Linked DNA regions of Danio rerio: region 2 is linked to region 1. A link is a contact called in public Hi-C data. All regions are on one chromosome and are shown on one strand. The core of a region is the stretch at or near the end of the contact, and the rest is flanking DNA. Distances in the headings are between cores, read along the strand shown. Region 1 overlaps mtss1la (MTSS I-BAR domain containing 2a). Region 2 holds the start of mtss1la (MTSS I-BAR domain containing 2a).

Region 1 (3,625 bases), core at 674-3,173:
TTTTGAACATTTTCGGTTCATTCATGTGTGTGTGTGTGTGTGTGTGTGTGTGTGTGTGTGGTTACAGGAGGGCAGGTTATTGCCGGCCTCTCCCATTCTCTCCTGTAATAATGGTGTTTAGGAAACATGAGCAGACAGGAAAGGCAGATACAGAGTGGAAGAATGGAGGGATATCCCTTTACCGGGTTCACTCCTTTTCCCTTTGGACCTGGAAAGAGAGATGGAGGGCTGTTCTTCTGGACTGCTCCCATTTCTCGTCGCACACACACATTTATTTTTGGTGTATAAACACTCTGACATAATCATCACTTTTAAAAAAATCTTTTCAGATATGACATAAACCATTAGTGGATCTCCAGCAGCACACATTGATCTGCTGATATGGATGAAATTCTGATGTTGCAATAATGCGTTTTCAGAGGTTCCACCACTCTCAAATGAATCACTACAATGAGCTGATGTTTTTCTTTATTACAGTGAATCAAAAACATACAGAGCAAACAATATAATCCGTCTCTTGATCAAATGATTCTAATAAATCAGTTCTTTTTGTTGTATAAATAATCATGCCTTTCTGCAGTTACTGGTTTGTTTACTAGATTACTGAACAGGTTCTTTTTATTTAATCAGAAATATAAAGCACATCCAATGAAGTCCAGTTCTTAAACAAATGATTTCAAGGAACAGGTTCTTTTTAGTGAATCAAAAACATACAGAGGAGCTATTGCTGTATCTTAGGAAAATATTATTTTTAGTGCATCAAAAACATAGAGGTGCCACTGCAGTCTGATTCACTAGCAAATGACTCTAGCCAAAAGATTCTTTTTAGAGAATCAGAAACCTACAGAGGAGCCACTGCAGTATGACTCACTAGCAAATGACTCTAACCAAAAGATTCTTTTAGTGAATCAGAAGTGTACAGATGAGGCACTGTAGTCTGATTCAGAAGCAAATGACTCTAATTAAAATAGGTTTAGTGAATCATAAACATATAGAGTAGCCACTGCAGTCTGATTCTAATGACACCTATGAAAATTTTATTTTTAGTGAATCAAAAACATACAGAGGAACTACTGTAGTCTGATTCACTAGAAAATTCTTTTTACTGAATCGAAAACCAGCACAGCCCAGTTCCATACGAATGATGTGGTTCTTTTCAGTGAAGTAACACAGCATGTGTAGAGTCTGATTCCCAAACGAATGATTCTTGACAATTTGATTTTAATCAATCGAATATATAAAATGCAATAGATTGCCACATTTTGCTTTGCTTGGTTTAATATTAAACAACAATTGTTTATATATATTATTAGCAAAGACTTAGCATTGGATTGCATTAATTCTGCCTTTTAAAAAAAAGTCATTCATGCCAACAAATGTTTTGCAAGGATTTTCTAACAACATATGCAAACTATGTCCTCATTTAGCATTTAAAATAATCTTTAGTGGATGAATTAAGAAACCACATACAGTGGAGTAAAAACCAGAATTAATCCATTATTTTTGATTCCCATCATAATCTATCACATATATCTCCCCTTACATCCACTGGCACATGAACCCTTTAAGTAGAGACTTTGGCCCTTCTACTGACCCTCATTGCATCAGAGTTCAATCTCATCAGCTCTGGCTGCAATGCTGGTTGTGTTCAGGCCAAGGCCGGCTGGTCTTTATAGCTTAAGACCCCATTTTAATTACACTTGGCCGGAGAGGAAAGTTAACACCGCTAAGTAATTGTCCTCAAGGTCACCAAGCGAGTGCACACTCCATGATGGATCAGAGTCATTCAGTTTGGGAAGTGTTCTATTTGCGGCCTTTGAAGATCTGTCTCTTGTGAATATGGTGCAATTATCGTTCTTTTTACAGACTAAGTGCATGCTTGTTTTCTTTAATGGACTTGCTTTTGTGCTTCTGATAAAGCTGCCCCCTTGTGGCCATGTATATATCTTCAGGCTTTATGTTTCAAACAACTTATTTTGCACCACATACAGTACAGTAACTTGATTTTTTTTGAGCACTTTGATAAACTTGGGTTGTTTTTAATTGTTAAACTGTCATTGTCATACTTTAAATCTGCAAGAAGTTCATATTTCATATTCAGCTCATTCATTTGTCTCTTTCTCAGGTGCCACCAGGGATATCGGCTCGGCTTTGACCCGGATGTGCATGCGACACCGCAGCATCGAAGCCAAACTGCGCCACTTCACCAAGTGAGTGATCGACCCATGCAATGGCGTGATCACTTTCATGCCTCACTCCCCGCCAGTCAGACGCACAGACAGGATTTTATGTCTCTGCCAGTTATTGATTTTCCACTGCAGAGATAAGCAAACATCCATAGATCAATCAACCTGCTCAGAGGCTTTAAAGCGCCCGTCGTCTTCAGAGAGACCGAATTAGCTCATGGATTTCAGATGCTGACCTTAAAGAAACAGTTTGCTCGGAAATGCACATTTACTCTCCTGATCATTTCAAATTAGTTATGGTTTTACTTATTCTGTGGAACACAAATGGGGATGTGTTAACTATAAATTATTTCTGGGATGGCAAGCTTAGTTTGCAGTATCACTTCGTCTTCCTTGTTAAACATGATTCTTCAGAAATGATTCTAATATATTGTTTTTATAGGACGTTTTAAAACACAACATGAAAAACGCTTAGCATGGCTTAATTTACCTTAGAGCACTGCACAGGCCTTAAATCTAAGCCCTAGCCCGGCCCTGGCCCGAGACACACAGGCTGTAGTCTTGCTCTTTTCCAACAGCTCATCAGTTTTTGGCCTGAGTCCGACACAAAGACTGTTTATTCTTACTGTTACAACCATAGACCGGATTTGTATTTAATTGAAATTTGATGGTTTTTTTGTTTTGTTTTTGTTTTTATCAGAATAGCTTATTTTATTATAATGTAAGATTTAACTGTATAAGTAACATCAATATCCAAGCGGCATGTGGTCCACATTGAATTTACTCAATTACAAGTTGTGCATTGTGCATAACCAGTTGGCTCATCATTTAAAGTTGTCACTATTTGAAAAGTTGACCAGAAATTTGCCTTTCCTCTAGCGTTTTTCATAATTTTAAGTTCGCCATTGGTTATTTATCTCTTTATGTTCCCCATTGCACGTAGCTGGAAATCTCTTTACACAAGGCATCACTGGTGCTTTCAGACTGCACACTTTAGATTTCATTAAACTTTTTTTAAATTTTTTTTTCTAAAACAGGCCAGAAGCCCAATATGAATGCTAGCTATGATTTAAAAATGCCCTAGGGGCATTTAAAAAATTAAGAAAGGTGAAACAATGACCATCTTGCTGTGAGGCGATTGTGCTACCCACTGCGCCACTGTGAGCCAATAAAAAAAGCATTTAAATTAAAATAAATGTTAATTTCTTGATCATCAGATCAGTATATAAAATTATTTGTGAAGGATTTCGTCACTAAAGATATTATTTTTATTTTAAAATAACAACACAACTCTTGTATATTACAGATAATACTGTATATAAAAGAGCAACTTCACAATATTATTGTTGTTGCTATGTTTTTGATCAAATAAATATAGTAAATGTGACAAATTTTTGTTTTCTCCCCAAATAATAAAAAAAAATCCTAAACTTTAAATG
Region 2 (3,625 bases), core at 320-2,819, 42 kb before region 1:
TTACAGAGAGTGGTCCGAAAAAGAGAAAATATCCAGTATGTGTCAGTTCTGTGGACATAAATGTTGTTGATGCCAGAGGTCAGAGAAGAATGGCCAGACTGGTTCAAGCTGAAAGAAAGGCAACAGGAACTCAAATAACCACTCGTTACAACCGAGATATGCAGAAGGGATCGCACAACACATTGAACCTTGAGGCAGATGGGCTACAGCAGCAGAAGACCACACCGGGTGCCACTCCTGTCAGCCAAGAACAGGAAACCGAGGCAACAATTCACATAGACACAACAAAGACGGACAATAGAAGATTGGAAAAACATTGCCTGGTCTGATGGGTCTCGATTTCTGCTGCGACATTCAGATGGTAGGGTCAGAGTTTGGCTTCAACAACATGAAAGCATGGATCCATCCTACCTTGTGTCAATGGTTCAGGCTGCTGGTGGTGGTGTAATGGTGTGGGGGATATTTTCTTGGCACACTTTAGGCCTATTAGTTTCAATTGAGCATTGTGTCAATGCCACAGCCTACCTGAGTATTGATGCTGACCATGTCCACCCATTCATGATGACAGTGCACCCATTTTTTGATGACTACTTCTAGCAGGATTGCGCGCCATGTCATAAAGAGCAAATCATCTCAGACTGGTTTCTTGAACATGACATGTACTCAAATGACCTCCACAGTGACCAATTTCAATCCAATAGAGCACCTTTGAGATGTGGTGGAACGGGAGGTTCGTATCATGGATGTGCAGCCAACAAATCTATGCAGTTTGTATATCCAAAGTTATTTTGGCATACCAAACATTTTTAAATAATATTTTGTAGTTTTTTTAGTGTTTGTGGGATTGTTGTTGTTTTTAGTTTAAATATTTCAAAAGAAATATTTCCTTTTATCAATGTTTCCTTTAGATTTGATTTATTTTAGTTCATCATATTAATGAAAATTTTTATTAAAACATTACAAAGTTCAAAGGTACTTTTCCCCATAAATCCAGTATAAATGTGTTGTTTTAGTTTAGATTTTAATGTTAGTTAAGTATAATAATTATAATCATGTCATTTAACACAAACTTTGTTTTCCTCCCTTTTTCTCAAAAATTCCACAAAAAAATGACATTTCTTTTATATTTGTAAACTTTTTTTGCAGCAACAGCTAAAGGGTTAAAAAAAGTGCACTGTCCATTTAATGGCCTGCAGTGGCAGCTGTGCTGTTAACTTTGTCCCTGCAACACAAAGACACATTAAAGCTACTTTAAAAACCCTCCATTCAATTGTCCTCTCCCCACACACGCACACACACATACACACAAACTTGCCATATGTCTACCCTATAGGCCCCGCCCCCATTCCCTCAGATCCCGCCCACCAACCTGGTGGATCGAATATCACGTCCGTCTTTCACCGCATCACTCGACTCCGTATTTCATCCTAAATTCGCGTTCTGACTTGCAGTGTTTGAGCCGAAACCTCTCGCATTTGACAGCACAGAGTGTCAGCATGAAACACCAGTCGTCTTCTGTATCCTAAACTGGGTGGTTGGGAGGGGAGAAGCGGATCTTTTGACCCCAGCCTTCATCACCGCCTGGATAACGGGCACAGAGCCACCCGACAGCCTCAATTGTTGTTTCCATTTTGCCGACATCTGCTGCGTGTTGCTTACATTTACACCCGAAGCAACAAGAGTTTGATGTTAGGATGTGATGGACCACTTTCAGCACAGACCCTGAAAAGAACAACCAGCTTTTTTCTCGGGGGGGATCCGAATATTTCTTCCAGCCGATTTTTGTTCATTCATTGGGAGCAGAACAACAATCCGGGGCTCGGTGACATGATGGAGAGTGTGGAGAAGGAGTGCGGGGCTCTAGGTGGATTGTTTCAGGCGATCGTCAATGATATGAAGGTACCAGCTCTGCTTTATTGATGCAGATATTTAGCAAGAAAAAAGATGGTTGTGTTTTACTGCCTTTGTTTTCATTAGGGGTCCAGCTGCCTGCACCACTGATGCTGTGATTAATGACATGGGGGTCTCAGCATGGAGGGCTTTGTTGTGAAATGTGAATTGGATCCTTTTGTAGATGTTTTTACAACCTGTAATATGTTAAACATTTATATTTTCGAGCGTTTACTTCATGATAAATACAAAACTAATGGGTAGAACACTAAGCTAAAAAAGAGAAAATACATTTTAGCAAATATTGTGCTTCTAGTTAGGGTTATAAATGTACAAAATTATTAATATTATTTTTCTGATTGATTTTTTAAATACAAAGCTCTGCCACCACCCACATTTTTAAAAGCTTGAACGGAATTATAAAATATCATTCGATATTCAAGTTTTATTATGTTTTATTTATTATGTTATTAAGTGTGTTTGTAATGGTTATGGTAGTTTACATTTTACACCAAAAGAATCCTATTTTAACCCAATTAATTTCACTTAACATAGTCCTCGACTCCTCAGCATTTACAGATTTAAAAATGCTGCACTAAATGTCTGCCTAGCTATTAGTTGTCCAATGAGCGAAAGGTGTTTACTGTTTTGGACTCCAGTCAGAATATCTCTCAGGTTGAGCCTCTATCATATTGATGAATTCTAAAAGCAGTGTTAATGTGCAGGGATTACCCATGGCTCATACAGAGATATAAAAGCTTCAGAGTGAGCTTAAATGTGGAGCTCAGATAAACTCCCACTTGCTTGTGATGTACAATTACACTTTTATACAAAGTTTTTCTTTAAATATTGATATTAATGTATTAAGGGTGTAGTTTAGCTGACTGAATTTTGTTTTGACTGACGACAAAAGTGGATAAACTCACTCTAACTATTTGGTATATGAAAATTGAAGTGATAATATCAATACAAGAAATTATATTATAAGACATGTAAATAGTGGTTTTCTTTCTTTGCACTTCTTGTTATTGTATTTATATACTGTACTTGCAATTAGGGCTGAGCGATTTGGCCTAAAATCAAAATCTCGATCAATTGAACATTTAAACTCGATTATGATTAATGAACGATTATTTAATTTATTTATTTTATGTTTTTGCCCTCTTAGTTCACTGACAGGTTCAGTACAGTAAATATGTTCACATATTACAAGTGAGGTGATGCAGTGGGTAGTGCTGTCACCTCACAGCTAGAAGTTCGCTGGTTTGAGCCTCGGCTGGGTCAGTTTGCATTTCTGTGTGGAGTTTGCATGTTCTCCCTGTGTTATCGTCCAGATGTCCAAAGACATGCGGTATAAAGGAATTGGGTTAGCTAAAATAGTCCATAGTATATGTGTGTGAATGAGGGAATGAGAGTGTTTGGATGTTTCTCAGTCATAGGTTGCAGCTGGAAGGGCATGCGCTGCATAAAACATATGCTGGATAAGTTGGCGGTTCATTCCGCTGTGGTGACCCCGGATTAATAAAGGGACTAAGCTGAAAAGAAAATAAATGAATATTACAAGTAAGAGATTTCTGAATGAAAAGTGCATTACTTGATTATCTATGATTATTTATTGAACATCAACGCTGAACGATTGAAATTAAAGCACACATAGCCTAAAACGCGGCTCTTCATACCGCCCACCCTCGTCACCGCCACCAAACCGACCAGTCACAAAGCTTATGCTATGTGT

The links. Hi-C and Micro-C count contacts between places; a contact is called where the count stands out from the background.
Region 2: a Hi-C map of embryo shows a contact between it and region 1, with 1.6 times the contacts expected there. The contact joins the promoter of mtss1la here to the enhancer-like site in region 1. A contact is called at or near these places in 4 of 18 Hi-C or Micro-C datasets (caudal fin, embryo and skeletal muscle) and 2 of 4 datasets of contacts at active chromatin or transcription factors (caudal fin and embryo).

The regions. Positions count from the first base shown.
Region 1 is chr18:16,145,734-16,149,358 of GRCz12tu, reverse strand. mtss1la (MTSS I-BAR domain containing 2a) reads left to right here. Exons shown (of 14, transcript NM_001044926.1): 4 at 2,126-2,210. Among named protein-coding and RNA genes, the nearest start is that of mtss1la, 42 kb to the left of the region's middle. Within about 2 kb of position 1,923, at least 8 of the 62 cell types and tissues checked have an H3K27ac peak or open chromatin away from gene starts, as enhancers often do. A contact at or near this core is called in skeletal muscle, where this site is marked.
Region 2 is chr18:16,187,864-16,191,488 of GRCz12tu, reverse strand. mtss1la (MTSS I-BAR domain containing 2a) reads left to right here and starts at 1,569. Exons shown (of 14, transcript NM_001044926.1): 1 at 1,569-1,899. The coding sequence starts at 1,687.